Regions from separate parts of the Gossypium raimondii genome. Here region 1 is linked to region 2. A link is a contact called in public Hi-C data. All regions are on one chromosome and are shown on one strand. Each heading gives the region's core, a stretch centred on a gene start, on an enhancer-like site or on the middle of the called end of the contact. The rest is flanking DNA. Distances are from core to core; before and after follow the strand shown. Region 1 holds the start of LOC105777456 (haloacid dehalogenase-like hydrolase domain-containing protein At2g33255). Region 2 holds the start of LOC105776754.

Region 1 (4,230 bases), core at 120-2,619, 160 kb before region 2:
AATTTGCAAAGACTATAAATAGAAATAGAAGATCCAAAGTTGCACTTAAGAGACTTTTTCTGATTTTTTGGGCAAACTGAATATGCTAAACCTTTCTTTTTTACAATCAAAATAACCATGTAACTCTCATTTTTTTTAGCCCCTCCATCACCAATACATGACACAACACTTATTTTCCAAAATCTACTCTAATTTTCCTCTCTATCACCACATCTCGTTTTATTATATTGTAACATCTCCTTAACTAAACAAAAGAACGCTTTATACAAAGAAAATTGTTAAAAAAGTAGCGAGTACAATGAATTGAGCTCATTTCTTGGAATCGTTTCCATTGAATTATCATTCTGTAATACTTCAAAAGTATAGTACAACTGTCATTTATCCAATGACTTGTAAGGCAGCTAAGTCGTTAAATTTTTAATTACCTGGGAGTCCTTCCTTGACATCTTGTCTATTTGACATGCAAGTACGAGTTCTCTAAGGGAAATCCTTTGATGCTTTTCTGCATATGAAGGCAATGCACTTGTAAAGCACGTAGGCCAACTACCAAACGCTAAATTATTGAAACTTAGAAAAAGACCAACATCTTCAGTCCAGGCTATGTACAAACAAGTGTGTAATGACACTGTCGAGGAAACAAACCTTCAACCCAACTCGCTGCTGCATATGGGTGGAGGAAATATGATGCAAAGCTGCAATTGGTGTACAGAAAACTATTGTTAAGTATAATACAGATAGGAATCTTGATCTTCAACCCTGCATCTATAGAATTCATAATAAAAGTATTATTACAGTAGACGAAGATGATATTATCATCCCATGCGGACATTACTCTTATTTTAGAAAGTTGCATCTTTCATCTTCAATTATTATGAAAGCATAAGGAGTACATGAAAAACATGTCAATGCAGTATTGAATTGAGTTAGTCTTTTTAAACGCATAGCAAACAGTTCATGCCTGCAAACCATAATCTAAGTTGCTTCTTTGATTCTCTTCTTTTCTAAACCGTAATCAGCTTCATCAATCTCTCCAAGGGAAAGAAAACTTGCCTTCATTATAATCAACGAGGTAGCATAAACAATGACACAACTGAACAAATAGAAATTAAAACTCTCTCTTGTGGTTTCTCCTCTTTGAAAATGGAAGAAATTCTTCTTGTCGCTGTTATTTGCGAGGCCAGACATGTTTGCAGAGCTCTAGTTTCGGCTGCTGAAAAAACGGTAACAGAAGAGCACTTTGCGTAGTTTAAGGTTTTGGTTCTTTTCTGCAAGTCGTTTTGTCCTATACGCTGTGCCGTTTCACACTATTTTCGCCTCTATTTTTTTTGTGGCTTTTATTTAGAGCTAATAATTTCACCGCCACACATTGATGACTGATGATTCACATCAATCGCCCACCAAAATCCAGAAACCCCCAAAGCCTCAATCCCATAAATAGCCTCCAAAATCCATCCTTCTCTCAATCTCGAATGCCTTCATTTCTCTCCAAATCCTTCCTCCGCTTGCCCCCCAAATCCCTTCTTTTTCCCATGTCCACTGTCGCAGCAGCCAAATCCCGCCTCCGCGGCGTCGTTTTCGATATGGATGGCACCCTCACCGTCCCTGTCATCGACTTCGCCGCAATGTACAAGGCTGTCCTCGGAGACGTCGAGTACAAGCGAATCAAAGCTGAAAACCCCTCTGGGATTGATATCTTGCACCACATTGAGAGTTGGAGTCCCGAAAAGCAGCAAGAAGCTTACAAGATTATTGCTGATTTCGAAAAACAGGGCCTTGATCGCCTCCAAATCATGCCTGGTTAGTTTTTGGTGGCTATTAAAGTGAAAGGGAAATGTCAGGGTCATGTTAATTATTATTTGATTTTGTTTGATGATTTGGTTCTGTCACTTTCAAGTTCAGTTTTCAAGTTATATACTTGAATAGGATTAAAATGCAAGGATACCCTTTTGAAGAGGAAATCTGCTTCTTTCGTACATACTCGAATACACACAAATATACACAATTTTGTTAATATATAATATTTTTTTTGAACATATGGAAACATTTAAAAAGTAAACAAGAATACCCATTTTTATTTTGAACTCATCCTTGTTTGACAATCAATCTGAGTCCATGTAATATGGATATGCAGTGTGGTTTCTTGTTTTGTGTTTCATTGAATTAGTTGGTATCAATTATAGAACATGAATATCTGTCCATTATTATTTGGAAAATGTACTTATGTTTGTGGGGTTTAAGGTAAAATTAGCTGATGGATTGTTCAGTTGCAGAGTGTTGAAATTCATGTATCCTTCAAGAAGATTAAAGAAGATTGAAAGAATGTCAATGGAGAGAATTGTACTCTGAATTTTATTGATGAAATCTGAAAAACTTGCTTTTCTTTTCATCACTCAATGTATTTGTGAACACAACAATTAAAATAACTGTGAAAAACTTGGGTTTAAGAATATCATTAGCTAGCAACTTCATATGCTTTGTTTTTGGGCAAATGTAGATATCTTTCATAGTTTCCCAATAGTTACAACGTAGCAAACATTTGGGAGCATTTTCATATGAGGTTTCCATTGATTTATTTTCATTTGATGTTTGTCTTGGATTTTGCCTTTGTGCTTGCTGGGGCTCTCTCCTTTTAAGTTGAGATTTAGCAACCGCAGTTCTCTATCTTTCAGCTGAAGAGCTTCATTTATTTTCCATTTTACATGCTAACCAATTTAAGCTTGTGACATTTGGTTGATAATGTTGTAGGTGCAGCTGAACTCTGTGGGTTTCTTGATGCAAAGAAAATACGGTCAATTTTTGCTCCTACAATTATCTATTTTTCATATTAAGATACCTATTGGTATTATAGTTATTGCCTCGCACCAGATCACTGAGCTTCCATGTATGCTCCATGTGGCTTGACTGTTGGGCTCCCTATTATTTGGACTTAGGTACGAGTGCCCGATACAAGTATGTATCCAACATGGGTATATTCTTTTTCTAAGATCCTCTTTGTGTTTGGAGGATTCTTAGAGATAATCGTATCTCCATATCCATGTCCAAGCACAAGTACTTAAAGAAAATTGAAGAGTTGAAACACAATAGGTTGGACCAACCACTATAGCTATAAATAGCATTTTGGTTTGCTGTGTTTAATTTTTCTGTAGTACTTAGGATTTTAATCTGTCAACCTTTCTTTTTTTCATGGTGGTGTTTTTAGATGCTAACCTTAGTTGCTTCCATTTATTTCAGAAGGGGACTAATCACTCGCAATGTCAAAGATGCAGTTGATCTGTTTCATCAACGATTCGGAGTAAGTTATCTGAAGCATGAACTGAACCATTCTGAGCTTTTTTTTTTTTTGGTTAGATTGGGAGACAAATGAATGTTAATCTAACATTCATAGTTTTCAGATGATGTTTTCTCCGGCTCTAAGCCGAGAGTTTCGTCCTTATAAACCGAGCCCTGCTCCTCTGCTTCATATATGTTCGACTTGGGACGTTCAACCAAATGAAGTCATGATGGTTGGTGATAGTCTTAAAGATGATGTGAGTGTTCTCTTCAAAAGCAAGGATACTAAATAATGAAGAAAAAACTGATTATCCATCTCATTTATTATCTTCATACGACATGTATTTGCAGGTGGCTTGTGGGAAAAATGCAGGAGCATTAACATGTTTGCTTGATGAAAAGGGGAGATATGGCTCTCAAGACTTCGCCAACTTGGATCTAACACCAGATTTCAAAGTGTCTTCCCTGATTGAAGTTCATTCTCTTCTGAAATCTAACTTTGACTTAACACCCTGATTTCCCGGTAAAGGTCCTACACTAGATTTATCTGATAGCCTTTTTTACCTTAAGAAAGAAAGATTTTAACAGTTGAGGAACACTTGAAAAGTGGAAAACAGTAAGGAACTGAACTTTGGTATAAGATGCTGCTTTGTTTATCTGTAGGGAGCAAAAAGAGAGATCTTTTGTAGCTGGATAACCAAGGGGTTTTGTGTGTTGTTGAACAAGGAGCATGCTGGTATGTATTTTATTCTTGGTACCTTTGTTGTTCATTTAGATGTTCTACTGTAAAGAAATATTAGGCAGAAAGTCCCTCTTTGTTAATCTTTTTTTCATTGGCGAATTCAATTATGTTAAAGAAGGAATATCTTTGTGAAATACCCATTACTCTCAAATGCTGATCCCCAACCAGAAAATTAGGAGTGTGAAAGCTGAATAAACCGAATTGACTTAATTTTAGGT
Region 2 (4,231 bases), core at 1,409-3,908:
GTCTATCCTTAGGCGTAACACCCAATACTTGGATCCAGTTGATTCGGGTCTTGTGGAGGGCGTTACACCGCCTTTAGGACCATGAGACGATGTTTTGTAGGAGGAGCATCGAAATGCAACAAAAGATTGAGATAACTAGTAGGTGGAACAACTACTAGTATAATGGGAACGAGAATATAAGAATTAGGCCTAGTGCCTCGAAGCTGGAATGATGCACTAGGGCAAGCCTTGCGTTGAGTGCATGATGTTGCATGTCCATCATGCTTGAAACAAGCCTTGAGTGGGGCGAACGAGCTTGGACCTCGAAATGTCCCTTATGAGCAATGCAATAAGCTAGAAGTGACCCTAAATTGACAAGTGGCCAATAATCGAGTAGTGTCATTGGCTTCCGAAACATGAGATGTGTCAAGCGAGTGTAAACTTGGTGTCTGATTTGACTAAGCTTTGAATCAAGATGCCTTGAGTCTTGGTCCGTTATAATCTGTGCTCAAAGTCACCAATAGAGATACTTGAAACCTCATACGAACATGAATGCTAAACGAGCATCGAGAGAAAATATCCTCCCTTGAGTTAAGTGATTTTCTTCATAATAATAACAATAATAAACTAAATGATTTGTGTAAGAGCCCATTTTTGCCCGGGCCCATACCAACAAAATAACCCAAATAATAAAAACAAAAGCAGTCCGTTTTCAGCAAATTTAAACCCAAAAACTACAAGCCCAAACCCAATAGGCCCAAAAATTAGAAAAACCCTAGCCCACAAAACTTAAAAAAAATTTCAGCCACAGGAAACCCTAGGTGCGCCGCACCTAGGTCTGCCCTGCCGCCGCTCCATCTACGCCGCCACCGCTCGAGACTCGCCTATCACCGGTCGTCCACGCGTCTGACACCTGCGAAAATTAAATACAACAACAGTAAAAAGGCATGCGGGCAATCAAAAAAGATGGACATTAAAGAAGAAGGAGAAGACATTTTTTTCGGCTATAAAAGCCTGAATATAACCTTTGTATTTTTTTTTTACACGCACTTAAGAAATAAAAGGCAGAACAGAGGTTTTTTAAAGGTTGAACTTTTACTGTTTTCTTTTTATTTATTTATTGATATTTATTTATCTTTTCCTATATTACATTTCAATTTTTTTATATAAGATACTGACTTGCTTTAATAAATTATTTATTATTATTATTTATCTTTTATGATAAGATGTATTATACATGTCAAATATTATAAATTGCTTTCTACAATTTCCTTTTAAATCGTCATTTTATCTTTATTTTGAGTTCATTTTATGTATTATTTAGTTAAATTTATTTTATTATTTAAAATTGTTTTATACCTCTTTTAAACGCAAATTATTTATTAAAAATGTTTTATTTGTTTTTTTCCGTTTCGAAGATTTTTCCTTCACATTACTTATCTTATACTTTTATATATATACATTATTTGTTTTATCTTTTATTTATATATATATATATATCTTTTTTTTATATTATTAACCTTAAATTTCTTTGTTTGCATTATATATTTTAAACTCATCATTATTATTTTAAATATGTTTTTGCATTTTATTTGGTTTTAATTTGCTTTATACCTTCTAAATTATTGTTTAATTTATTGGTCTTTATTTATCGATGTTTGAATTTAAATAATGAATGTTGTGAGATTATTACCTTTGTGTATAATTTAATTCGTTTATTCGTTTTCATATTATTGGCGTTCACTTGCATGGTATTGTATTCATGTATTATTGTCTCGTGCACGCTACCATATTTTATTTCATGTCATTGCATCATGGATGTTTCAACGTTTTCGTTCGATATAACCTATCTCGTTTTACTCCCAAACAAAATAAATGTACGTTTTTAAGTGTTATATTCAGGAAGAGTAAAAAAGATTTTCTAAACGAGGCAATATTTTGCGTTTGGAAATTCAAGAAAGCATGCCCTAACGTGCTGAGTTTCGATTTCTCGTTTGACCAAATAGCCAAAAATCCTTTTAAAACTTCAAAGTATGGGTTTTTGAAACCATAAGGTGATCTAGGTTTCGATGGTTTAGAGTATCGTGTCCTAACGTGCTGGATGTGATATTCCTTCGGAACAAGAGAATCTTAAATTTCAATTTATGTTATTCGAGTTTTTTTTTTAAGGATCGTATTTTTAAAACTCTTCAAAGTTTTCAATCTTCGACACTAAGACACCAATTAATCAACCAGGTACCAATTTTTGGGCGTTACGAGGGTGTTAATCCTTCCTCGTACGTAACCGACTCCCGAACCTATTTTTCTGAATTTCGCAGTCCAAAAGCATTATTTTAATAAATCTAAATTTTTTATTAAAAACAATCGTTTTCAAAGTGACCCGATCACACCTCATTAAAAAAGATTGGTGGCGACTCCCATATTCGTTTTTGTTTTCAAAACCCAAATCGACCCGTTTTATACAAAAAAATGGTGTCAACAATTTGCATTAAATTTAGGTTTCGAATACCACTCACCTTATTAAAATAAATAACAATAATAAAAAAATATAATTCTCCAAGGTTTTGAATATACCCCCACCTGTCATCTAATTGACCACCTGGCTGGCTCCAGCAAGCTTTCCATATGTATTTTTATATAAAATAGATAGTTAGAGATTTATAGTCCCAAGAAATTAGTGTCACAGTTTTCTGTGGCAAATCCAACCTCTAAAATCAGAGCCGAAATTCGGGTGGCTCACCTTACCTTACTAAAAATAACGCCAATTTCAACCGTATTGCCTTTGGGGTTATCATCTCTTTCCCATTACTCTCATCTTATCTTTCTTTTCTTTTCCCCTTTCTAGCATTTGTCTTTTTAGTGTAAGAAATATAGTAAATTAGGAATGTTGAATTTTTTTATATACATAGTTATTCAATGGGGTTCTTTTCTTTTTTAATTTCTTGACTTGGTTTAGCATCCATTCTCTAGACTACAAGTTCACTAAGAATTGATCAGATAAGATTGGCAGTTGGTTTAGTTGCTTTTTCCAGTTTCAGAATCATTAAAAACAAAGCAAGTCAAAAACAATAAATTATTAGGTGAACTTCATGTGAGAATGCTTTTAAGTCCTTTACTCAAAAAAGGAATCACGTGCATCTTTGTTTATACTTGACTTTGTTATCAATCCAAGTTAATTTTCTTCTTCAATCTCTACCAATTCTAGTTTAACTGATAAAAATATGTTCTGCTTTTTTGTTTTCCCCCCTTGGGGTATTTTTTGAAATGATAAAAGGTAAGAGAGTTTTGAGCAAGAAGTATTTCTTCTTCAATCTCAAATTGATTCTCAATTCTAGTTTTCCCCCCTTGGGGTATTTTTTGAAATGATAAAGGTAAGAGAGTTTTGAGCAAGAAGTGAAGAAAAATGAAGAAAAGTTGAAGGATACTTGAGATTGCAGGCACAAACATATGGGAGAGTTTATTTTACTTTGTCATTAATGTTGGAAATCAATTTGAGTTTATTTTAATATTTTTTTCTGTTCACCAGCTCACTGGCACAGACTTCTATAATCTCATTTAGGCAAATACAGATTAGTACTTAAGGTTCCTGAAGAAATGCTTCAAAGAAGCTCATCCACCCCAGTTTTTGGATCCCTTATCTTCCCTTTTACCGATAGTCCAAATAAAGATCTTGATGCTACTTACAGGTTACTTCAGGGCAACCATGGTGGAAAACTCGACTCCCATTGTCAAGAAAGCCTCAACTTGACATCTTTTTCACATAATTCATCTTCTGAGTCTCATTCAGCTTCAGGGTTGTTTGAATTCAATCCAGAATCGGGTGGTTTTCGCCTTAAAGGCTTTCGAAGAGCCAAGTCTGAAGGTAGCATAGAAAGATTAGATTATAGATCTTGTGATATAGCTCAGTTTCTAGATCCCAGAACACCAAAGAGATCTTTTCATAGGCATCATATAACAATGTTGCATAGTGCACCATCTTTTTCGATATTCAATGAAGGGGTTGAAGATGGAAAACTAGGGGAGGAGTCATTGGAGAGAACAGTTACAATTGGTGAGAACATTGATGCTGTAGGGAATCCAGATTTCAGCTTCCGGAAGAAGTGTATGGAGTTAATTCAGGAAGAAGAAGGAGATGAGGAAAAAAAAAGATTGAACCGAATTCGAGTTTCTCATAATGATGAAGAAGAAGTTGAACTTGAGCCACCTAGTCCTCCCATGTATCTTGCTACTGGTCTTGGAATTGATTGTGCTG

The links. A called contact is a pair of places that touch in the nucleus more often than the background predicts.
Region 1: a Hi-C map of leaf shows a contact between it and region 2, with 3 times the contacts expected there. The contact joins the promoter of LOC105777456 here to the promoter of LOC105776754 in region 2. A contact is called at or near these places in 2 of 2 Hi-C or Micro-C datasets (both in leaf).

What each region holds. Positions count from the first base shown.
Region 1 is chr10:41,991,345-41,995,574 of ASM2569854v1, reverse strand. It overlaps LOC105777456 (haloacid dehalogenase-like hydrolase domain-containing protein At2g33255), which reads left to right and starts at 1,369. Exons shown (of 6, transcript XM_052622730.1): 1 at 1,369-1,797; 2 at 2,752-2,788; 3 at 3,232-3,292; 4 at 3,393-3,527; 5 at 3,622-3,793; 6 at 3,934-4,230. The coding sequence starts at 1,377. The coding sequence ends at 3,786.
Region 2 is chr10:41,832,083-41,836,313 of ASM2569854v1, reverse strand. It overlaps LOC105776754, which reads left to right and starts at 2,658. Exons shown (of 6, transcript XM_052621625.1): 1 at 2,658-4,231. The coding sequence starts at 3,574.